2 separate regions of the Bicyclus anynana genome follow, and region 2 is linked to region 1. A link is a contact called in public Hi-C data. All regions are on one chromosome and are shown on one strand. Each heading gives the region's core, a stretch centred on a gene start, on an enhancer-like site or on the middle of the called end of the contact. The rest is flanking DNA. Distances are from core to core; before and after follow the strand shown.

Evidence for each region. Hi-C and Micro-C count contacts between places; a contact is called where the count stands out from the background.
Region 2: a contact with region 1 is called in a Hi-C map of whole body, with 7 times the contacts expected there. The contact joins the promoter of LOC112052329 here to the enhancer-like site in region 1. A contact is called at or near these places in 2 of 2 Hi-C or Micro-C datasets (whole body and whole larva).

Annotation. Positions count from the first base shown.
Region 1 is chr18:14,187,867-14,192,565 of ilBicAnyn1.1, forward strand. LOC112053005 (AP-3 complex subunit sigma-2) reads left to right here. Exons shown (of 6, transcript XM_024092261.2): 6 at 1-1,292. Among protein-coding and RNA genes, the nearest start is that of LOC112053005, 9.5 kb to the left of the region's middle. Within about 2 kb of position 1,540, at least 1 of the 8 cell types and tissues checked has open chromatin away from gene starts, as enhancers often do.
Region 2 is chr18:14,414,685-14,419,263 of ilBicAnyn1.1, forward strand. LOC112052329 reads left to right here and starts at 1,278. Exons shown (of 18, transcript XM_052887031.1): 1 at 1,278-1,433. The coding sequence starts at 1,425.

The DNA.
Region 1 (4,699 bases), core at 290-2,789:
GCCGCTCAGAGATTGCGTTTATGACAGGTTTTGATCAAATGGGCAATGTAACTTCGAGCTGGCGTACAAGATTGTTGAATTGCGCAGTTTCAAGGTTATGCCAACTGTTTGTCTTTGTAGTGATGAGACAAAAAACGTGGCTATTGTAATTGAATATGTTTGTCCCGTTCGATCACGACTTGTCAGAAATGCAATCTCTGAGCGGACATTAACACATTTTAGTCTATTCATTTGTTTTGATGCGGAATACACCTCGACTCGAATACTTTGCAGTATTCCGCAAAAGTTGTAAAATACCAATTTTAAAGAAAAAATTACTTTGCGATGTTAGGATTAACGATTTTGCAATAATCTCGAAATTATTTTGCCCAAGTTATAGAATAATTACCTACGTACGTTAATTAGTATATTATTATTAATATCTAGCTGTGCCCCGTGGTTTTACTTACGTAGATCCCATTCCTGTGAAAATGTCGGTGTAAAAAGTAGCCTATAATTTATTTTCTGTAACAAATTTCGTCCAGATTTGTTCAGCCCTTGAGCCATGGTTTAGTACCAAACGAAATGAAGGAAAATTTTGACACCAGAAACTTTATATTGTTATGTACAATGCAATTTTCACTTACTAAATAATATAAGTATACTTGCTAATTCAGAGTTTATATAGAAAATACAATATATATTTCTATGGAGAATAATTTCAAATTTCTGAGATTCGAGTTTTTTTAAGGGAGTTGGAGGTGCATGCCCCGGACCGGATTCGAACCTACGCCCTTCGAATCAAGGAATTAATTTAAATAATCTAAAATTCTCTACGTGTGTGAAGTCAGCGTGGTGGTCCATTGGGCTAACTAACCCCTCTCATTCTAAGAGGAGACTCGAGACTCCAGGAGAATGAATGTAAACTGCAATTATTTGTAAAAACTATGTATTGTTTAGTTTAATTACTTTTTTATTGTTTATATTAAAAACAAAAATGTTACATTCCAAAATTGCAATTTTTTCATGTTGATTGGATTTTTTATTAAGCTTCTAATGATAATCTCAACCGAATTTCGATATAACTTATTTTGATCCTGTCTAATTATACGGAAAATGTGTCAGTGCACAATTGTGTACATAAACACCGGTGCACTCTCCTTATTCAAGTTGCCGGCACACTGGTTAGGCGCAGGATCGATTTACGTGCTCTCCGAGGCACGGGGTCTAGGTTTCTATAATTCTATGATATTCGTGTATAAATAATTATAAATATTTAGTTTATAAGAAATATATTTTATGTTATATGAAAATATGTTGTTTTATTTTGTTTGTCCATGTGGCATAATTTAAAAATTTTATTTATTTATTTATTCAGACAGGCCAACAAAATGAGTTTTATGATCCTTTTTCTTAGAAAACTATTACTAATAAGGTACCTCAAAATAGATAATAATTAAATTATGAATTTAATAAATAGTATTGATTAAATGTTAAGGCTGCGATGGTTTAGAGTGCCATCTCGCGACTACGTCTGAAATTAGCGCCATCTGTTACAGAATTCCTAAACTACATTATTACGGTTATGGTTGGTTTCAAGGTTTACTTTGTTTTAATATTAGTTTATCTACTGATTGACAGATGGCAGCAGTAACTGTTTCACTACTTCACAATAGATGGCGTGGTTGTACATAAAAATATATTTTTATTTTTAAAAGAGATTTATTCATTTTCGAAAATAAAAACATTAGTGAAAGAGTATGTATTCATCTATTTAGACGGCCCATTATACCATTATAAGGCAAGGCCTCCTTACATGAATGGGAATATGAAACTTATTAGACACCACGCTGGTAACCTAATGCGGGTAGGCGAGCTTAAGATAATAATATTTTGACTTTTCTTTAAATCACTTTCAGCTGTTAATGACAAAGTGGCTTAACGCTCCGAGACACGGGGGTGTGAAACCACCAATTTCCACACTCCGGGCTGAAAATTTTAACTGAAAAATTCATAGAAGTAACAAAAGCTACGTAATTCACAAATCGAACCAGGAATGAAAATACATCGAACCGACTAGCTTATTCATTAATTTGGTATTTATTAACAATCTAATAAAATGAATATCAATTCAACTGTCAAATAAGTTGTCAGTACCTAGGCACCGGATGACATTTCACATAGAATCTCTATTTCTTTTAAGTCAACTAACATACGTCAAAGTTACGTATAGCCTGCGGGGCTCGAACCCTGGACCCCGTGAGCCACATAGACTTACCTTTAAACAATAATACAGGTATGTTTATGTGTTTTAAAAGCAAATAAAATCTCCATCAGCCGCCCGCATGTTGATATTCTATATCAAGATTCATAGCTGGGCATTAACTCGTTAATCCGTTAATCGTTAATTAACGAAGTTAACATTTTGATTAACGGATTAACTTTTAAGTTAACTTTTAAAAATGTTAACGGACCCGTTAACTTCCGTTAATGTGCAGAAGTCCGTTAATCGTTAATCCAATGCTTACTATTTACCGCGCGACGTGATTAACAGGTTTAGACAAGTAAGAAATTATGAAAGATTTTTTTTCAAAGAAATCAACAAATTACTATATTTATGTTAAAATTATAGAAAAAATCAACTAAAAACAAATTATGGCATTTTTCTCCAGTGCTCACCTTTATTTTTGCAATGGGGATCTCACACAATGATATAAAAATGCAATATTAACCAGTCATATTAACAGATTAACGATTAACTTTAACTTGCGTTAATTCTTCCGACATGTAACGCTTTAACGTTTAACGAAGCTAACCTTTTTTGTAGCGGACTAACGATTAACGAAGTTAACTATTTGATTAACGGTGCCCAGCTATGTCAAGATTTATGGTATTAGTGTAATTTGTATCAGGGTAATAATGAGCAATGTTTATTTATTAAGTAGATTACTAGATCACTTTGCAAAAGCTGTTACATACCTTATTGACACCATATTACCTACTTATCTGACGAGCTCCGTGGCGCGGTGGATTTACTTGAGAGGTCCTGGGTTCGATCCCCGGCTGGGCCGATTGAGGTTTTCGTAATTGGTGCAGGTCTGGCTGGTGGGGTGGCTAGTTACCATCCTTGGCGATTTAGCGTTCCGGAACAATGTCGTGTAGAAACCGAAAGGAGTGTGGATTTTCATCTTCCTCCTAACAAGTTAGCCCGCTTCCATCTTAGATTGCATCATCACTTACCATCAGGTGAGATTATAGTCAAGGGCTAACTTGTAGAAAAAAAATATCTAGGTACTGAACTGCAGCGAATAATATTTATATCTATAGGTATATCTATAGGCAGTGGCCGTGATAGCCCAGTGGATATGATCTCTGCGTCCGATTCCGCAGGGTGTGGATTCGAATCCGGTCATGCACCTTCAGTTTTCAGTTTTGTGCATTTTAAGAAAATAAATATAACGTGTCTCAAACGGTGAAGGAAAAACATCGTGAGGAAACCTGCATACCAGAGAATTATCTTAATTCTCTGCGTGTGTGAAGTCTGCCAATCCGCATTGGGCCAGCGTGGTGAACTATTGGCCTAACCCTTCTCATTCTGAGAGAAGACTCGAGGTCAGCAGTGAAACAATACAATAATGAAACAGTGGCTTAACGTGCCTTAGAGGGGCCATGTATCAAAATTAATTGGAGGCTCTATAGACGAGCGGCAAATCCCAAAAAATCTCTTTAGTTTTGATTTTGTTCTAGCTTATAGTATTGCTTTTTTACTTTTGTCATTTCTAAAGATTATTAAATGCTTTTTTTTTGCCAGGGAAGCATCACCCAGAGTAAGTAACGTTGTAGATATTACTTTTTTACAAATTTTTGCTTTGACACGTAAGGGGGCCTTGTAATCTTACTTGATACCAGTAAAACTGAACATTTTTACAATCGATATATAAGTACCTAACCGATTAATCTAACTTACCGTGGGAAGCTATTTATCTTTCGGGCGTCTGCTTAGACTATAAATTAATCAAAAGTAAAAATCATTTTTGGGTATACTTCGCAATTTAGGTACGACAGAAAAAAATATAAATTAACTCACCTTTATCAAAAATAAAATAAAAAAATCACAAACAAAACATTATAGAAAAAATCCACACTTCAAGAGTACACCGCCGCACAAAAACCCCGCCCGTATCACAAAAACCCACAAATCACCCGCTAAGGGCGAACAATTACAAAATATTTTGACATTTCCATTCGTCTATTAAAGCCTTAATTTATAGTCGGCGGCGTCTTTGCGCGTTTTTGGAAAAAAGATTTTTTTTTCCATTTTGAAAACTCTACCTGTTGTCGTTTGTCACGCGGCACACGATTGTGTGCGGGTGGTCTACAGTTAGTATAGTGTATTATATCGCCCGGCAATCTTTGAGCGACGTGGTGGGCTATCACTCTATATACAAGTAGAAAGTCAGCGAAGTTTTTTTATTTTATAACAAGTTAGCCGTTGCCTGCGATCACACTCGATCGAAAGTAAGTGACTATGCAGTCTAAATTGGAAGCGGAATTGGAAGAAGTACCTACAAGCAACGATTTTATATTAAGTACTAGCTGATGCCGCGCGGTTCCACCCGCGTGGATTCCGTTCCCATCTGATTATTGGACGGAAAATGTTTTATATCAAATTTAGTACGTTAAAAAACACCAGCTCTGTGGTTTTGCCCAGTACGTATTT
Region 2 (4,579 bases), core at 28-2,527, 230 kb after region 1:
TCTGTACCGAATTTAAATAACTAAGTACATTGTAAAGCGACATCTATTTTTGAGTTCTGAATACTGTAAAATTCCTTCCTTTTTCGCGGGAATTGTATTTGAATGGAATTTTAGAAAATACGTTCCGACATAGAGTACATTGAATATAAGGTAGGGTAGAGTTCCTACTTTTAAGTGACGAGATAACTAATTACAATATCTACCTACTAATATTCTTGTAATATAGATAACAATCATACATTCTTTTTAATAAAGTCCAGTCTTTCTAATCAAAATTGATTCCGTAGTTTCGGAGTTTGTAAAGTTATATTATTTTGTAATTATCGCTATTCCATGTAAGTTTCATGAGTAGGCACTGCAGCGGGTACATGGTAATTGATCCTTGCTATAATGATTTAATATGCCCACTTATGTCATGCAGTGCCATTTTCATGTCAGCAAGTTGTTGTGATGATTATGATTATGGGCTTGGTGGGCACGTATTGTGTAGGTTTCTGTATTCTGTAGTGTAGGGTGTAGGTGTACTTAGAGCTACATTTATAGGTATGTACAGCGATCAAAGAATAATATCGAAGAACCTCTCTGTCAACTGTCGTGCCAGTAGGTAGGTACCTACCTACTAACTGATATATTCGAAATTAGGAATCTCGGTTAGATACATTCCTACCCAGAACTGTTACCCAGAACATCAATTTATTTTCGATATTATTATTGAGGTACCTACAACTAATATTACCTGAGATCTATTCTAAGTACTTTGTAAAAACGGTCATGCAATGGTATACAAGTCATATGCAAAGAAGAGGAAGACCGAAACAGAGATGGGCGGACGAAAAAAGACAGGTGGCAGGTGTCAACTGGGTATCTGCAAGGAATCAAGAACTGTGGAAAAGCCAAACTTTTCCTAGGCTTTCCGCTTTTGTCCTAAAGGACAATCAGACAAATTCGGAATGAAGCTTCTTATTATTCTACTTCCTATATGTATAATTTGCGTACTTCCATCAAAATCGACCGAATAACAGCAGAAATTAGTTTAGGTATCTACCTAAAGTCTAAGTCATATTAGGTACCTATCTAGGTACCTAATATGACTTACTATGATATTTTTGGCATTGCTACTCAGACACATCATACGTTTATTGCGGATAATTAAAAAAAAATATTCATTGAACCAATATACAATGAGAGCTTAAAGTTTATTTTAAACATCCATACCTAATGTTACAACTGCGTGCTACTTAATCTTTGATGATACGAATCATGAATTGAAGAAGCAATTTATTTTTATCATTCTGATCACAACAGAGCGCTTGTTTGGTATTGCTAGTAGTGTACTGTTTTACCGGCTTAAATTCGATTTTATTCAAAATACTGCAGTGTCGGTAACAAGTGATACCTGTTGAAGATAAACGAAACACTTGATTATGGCAAAGGTGAGTCTTCGAAATTAGATAACAATGAATAGGTTTCAAATAAAACTAGTATAGATTTGAAGCTTAGATCCGCAACACTCCTCTAAGCCGAGGACCGAGTCTCAGAGGAGACTCCTTATAGAGTCGTTACTAACTATTACAAGGCCAGGCCTCCCTTCCAGGTAGAGGAGACACCTTTATAGAGTCGTTATTAACTATTACAAGGCCATTCCTCCCTCGGAGGAAGAGGAGACACCCTTATAGAGTCGTTACTAACTGTAACAAGACCAGGGGTCTCTCAGAGGAAGAGAAGACATCCTTATAGAGTCGTCACTAACTATTACAAAGCTAGGCCTCCCTCAGAGGAAGAGAAGACATCCTTATAGAGTCGTCACTAACTATTATATAGCGTCTAAAGATATAGGTGTATAGCCAGCTTGCCAACATCGGGCTAACAATTTAAACTGAAAATTGTTTAGAAGAAAGAAAAGCTCAGTATTTCATAGTAGACTCGAACCCAGAACCTCGTAATCCGAAGCCATAGTCTAACTACAGGACCAACGAGGCATAATCTATACTTCTACTCATATTCATCATCATCATTAACAACTCATATTGAGCTCACTGTTGAGCATGAGTCTCCTCTCCGAATGAGAGGGGTTAGGCCTTAGTCTACGCTGGCCCAATGGGGATTGGCAGACTTCACACTCGTACAGAATTAAGAGAATTCTCAGGTATGCAGGTTTCCTCACGATGTTTTCCTTCACCGTTTGAGACACGTGATATTAAATTTCTTAAAATGCACACAACTGAAAAGTAGGATGTGCATCTGCTGCATGCCCTGGACCGGATTCGAACCCACACCCTCTGGTATCGGAGGCAGAGGTCATATCCACTGGACTATCACGGTCTCTCTACTCGTATACAAATAATAAAAAGAGGTAAAGTAGGTATGTGGTATTTATAGGGGGTGGTATAATCTTTGAATCTAACTGAACTTTATAAATTCTTTTACCACTAGAAAGTCACGTTATTTGCGAGTGTCAATTTCATCTCCGTATCCTCACGGGAACGGCATCTATGTGGGCAGTGGCGTGCATAAAGTTGTCGATCAGGGTATGCACTATATAGTAAGATCAACCAAACTGTGCAAATCGACACTTAATAAGTATTAAGAAAAATATTTCTTTAGATGTACAGTACTTTAATGGATGTATGAAGTACCTACACGCCTCTGTATAAAATAGGACAAGTGTTTTCACTAGCTGATGCCGCACAGATTTACCCGCGTGGTTCCCGTTCCCGTAGGAATACGGGGATAATATATAGCCTATAGCCTTCCTCGATAAATAAGCTATCTAACACTGAAAGAATTTTTCAAATCGGACCAGTAGTTCCTGAGATTAGCGCGTTAAAGCAAACAAACAAACTCTTCAGCTTTATAATATTAGTATAGATAAGATTGTACATGTCATGTTGTATGTCTGTTAACGTATGGAGGTACTTTTATATAATGATACACCAGACGGCAGTTTAACGGTAATGGAGTTTCATTTATAACAACCACTAGTTTGTTATATTGTTACATAATGACAGTAAATAATAGGTACAATTGCTTCATCGCAAGGTTTTGTAGGTTAGGGTGCATTTACACAAGCCGCAACTGCTACCGACGACTGCAGTCGACGACGTCTCGGCGGCAACCGAAGGCAGTCGCCGACTGCAGTCCAAGGCAGTCGAGTTGACTGCAGTCAACGGCAGACGCCTGCATCACCGACGTCTCGGCAGTCGACTGCTGCAACCGACGTCAACTGTGACTGCCGTAGACTGCAGTCGTCGGTAGCAGTTGCCAGCTGTCGTTGGCAATATGCTGCTCGTGTAAATGAACCCTTAGACTGAAGTGATTATTAACACTAAAGTCAGCCATTGACGGTCAATTATTCTCACGTTTCTGCAGCGCAATCGGCAGCGAAGACGTTTCATAAGTCACGCAGGTACACGATCAGTTATAGTCGTGGGTGCTGCAGAAATGTGAGAATTAAGTATTGATCGTCAATGGCGTGCATAAGAAGTATAGTAATTTACATATAGTACAAGGAAAAACATCGCAAGGAATAATGCATACCTGAGAATTTTCTTAATTCTCTACGTATGCAGTCTGCCAATTCGTATTCGGCCAGCGTGCTGGAGCTAACCTAGCCTCTCTCATTCAGAGAGGAGACTCGTGCTCAGCAGTAAGCCGGATATGGGTTGTTATTGTTAATGTTGATGATAATGACATTTTAATAGGTTGAAAACTAGTAAGTAGGGCTTCCTTTATCACTCTGCGAAGCAGGTATTAATTATTTAAAATGTATTTGGAATTTCCAAGAGGTATTGTGTTTTTGCCTTGGATAGAGTTTGATAAACATTAGACATGCCCAGCGAACTGTTAGTTATATACGATATGTCACCACTTACCATCAGGTCGACCACCTGCTTATAATAAAACCAGGGATGATGACTAGGTTTGAATATATTGATCTTTATGATACATGTAAATAAGGTCAATGTTAACTAATTTATACATAAAAAGCAAAGATTGTCTGGATATTTGTAAAATAAATAAGATTATAAAATTTCAAAATCTATTAAAAATCTTTTATTGTAATTAAATGAAATTCATACAGTTTTAGCTTCCTTACATTAAATGTGACATTTTTAATATTTGAACTATAAACATAAACGCACAAATAACAAAGATATTAGATTGATAGGTTGACCGCCCCTACAAATCTAACGATCATTATGGACCGACGACGTCATTCAGACGCAAATCTGACCCTTTAAATCCCTGTAGCTCCGAAAGTAATGATCGCAGATACCCTGTTCCTTTTACAAAATTGCTTTACTATTTGCATACTCCTAATTTATATACAATTTAAAAAACAGTTATTATCCCTATTATGTACATTGAAGATATTTTTAACCGATTTCAAAAAAGGAGGAGGTTCTCAATTCTACACGTATGTTTTTTTAATGTTGTTTGTGAGTTATTAACCAATTTAGAATTTTTTTTTTTTTAAAAGTATATTTCCAGATTGGTCCCATTTAATTTTTATGAAAATCGTTTAGGTGTTTTTGTGTTAAAAACAAAAAACTGAAATACGTTTTTGAAATTGGTTCCA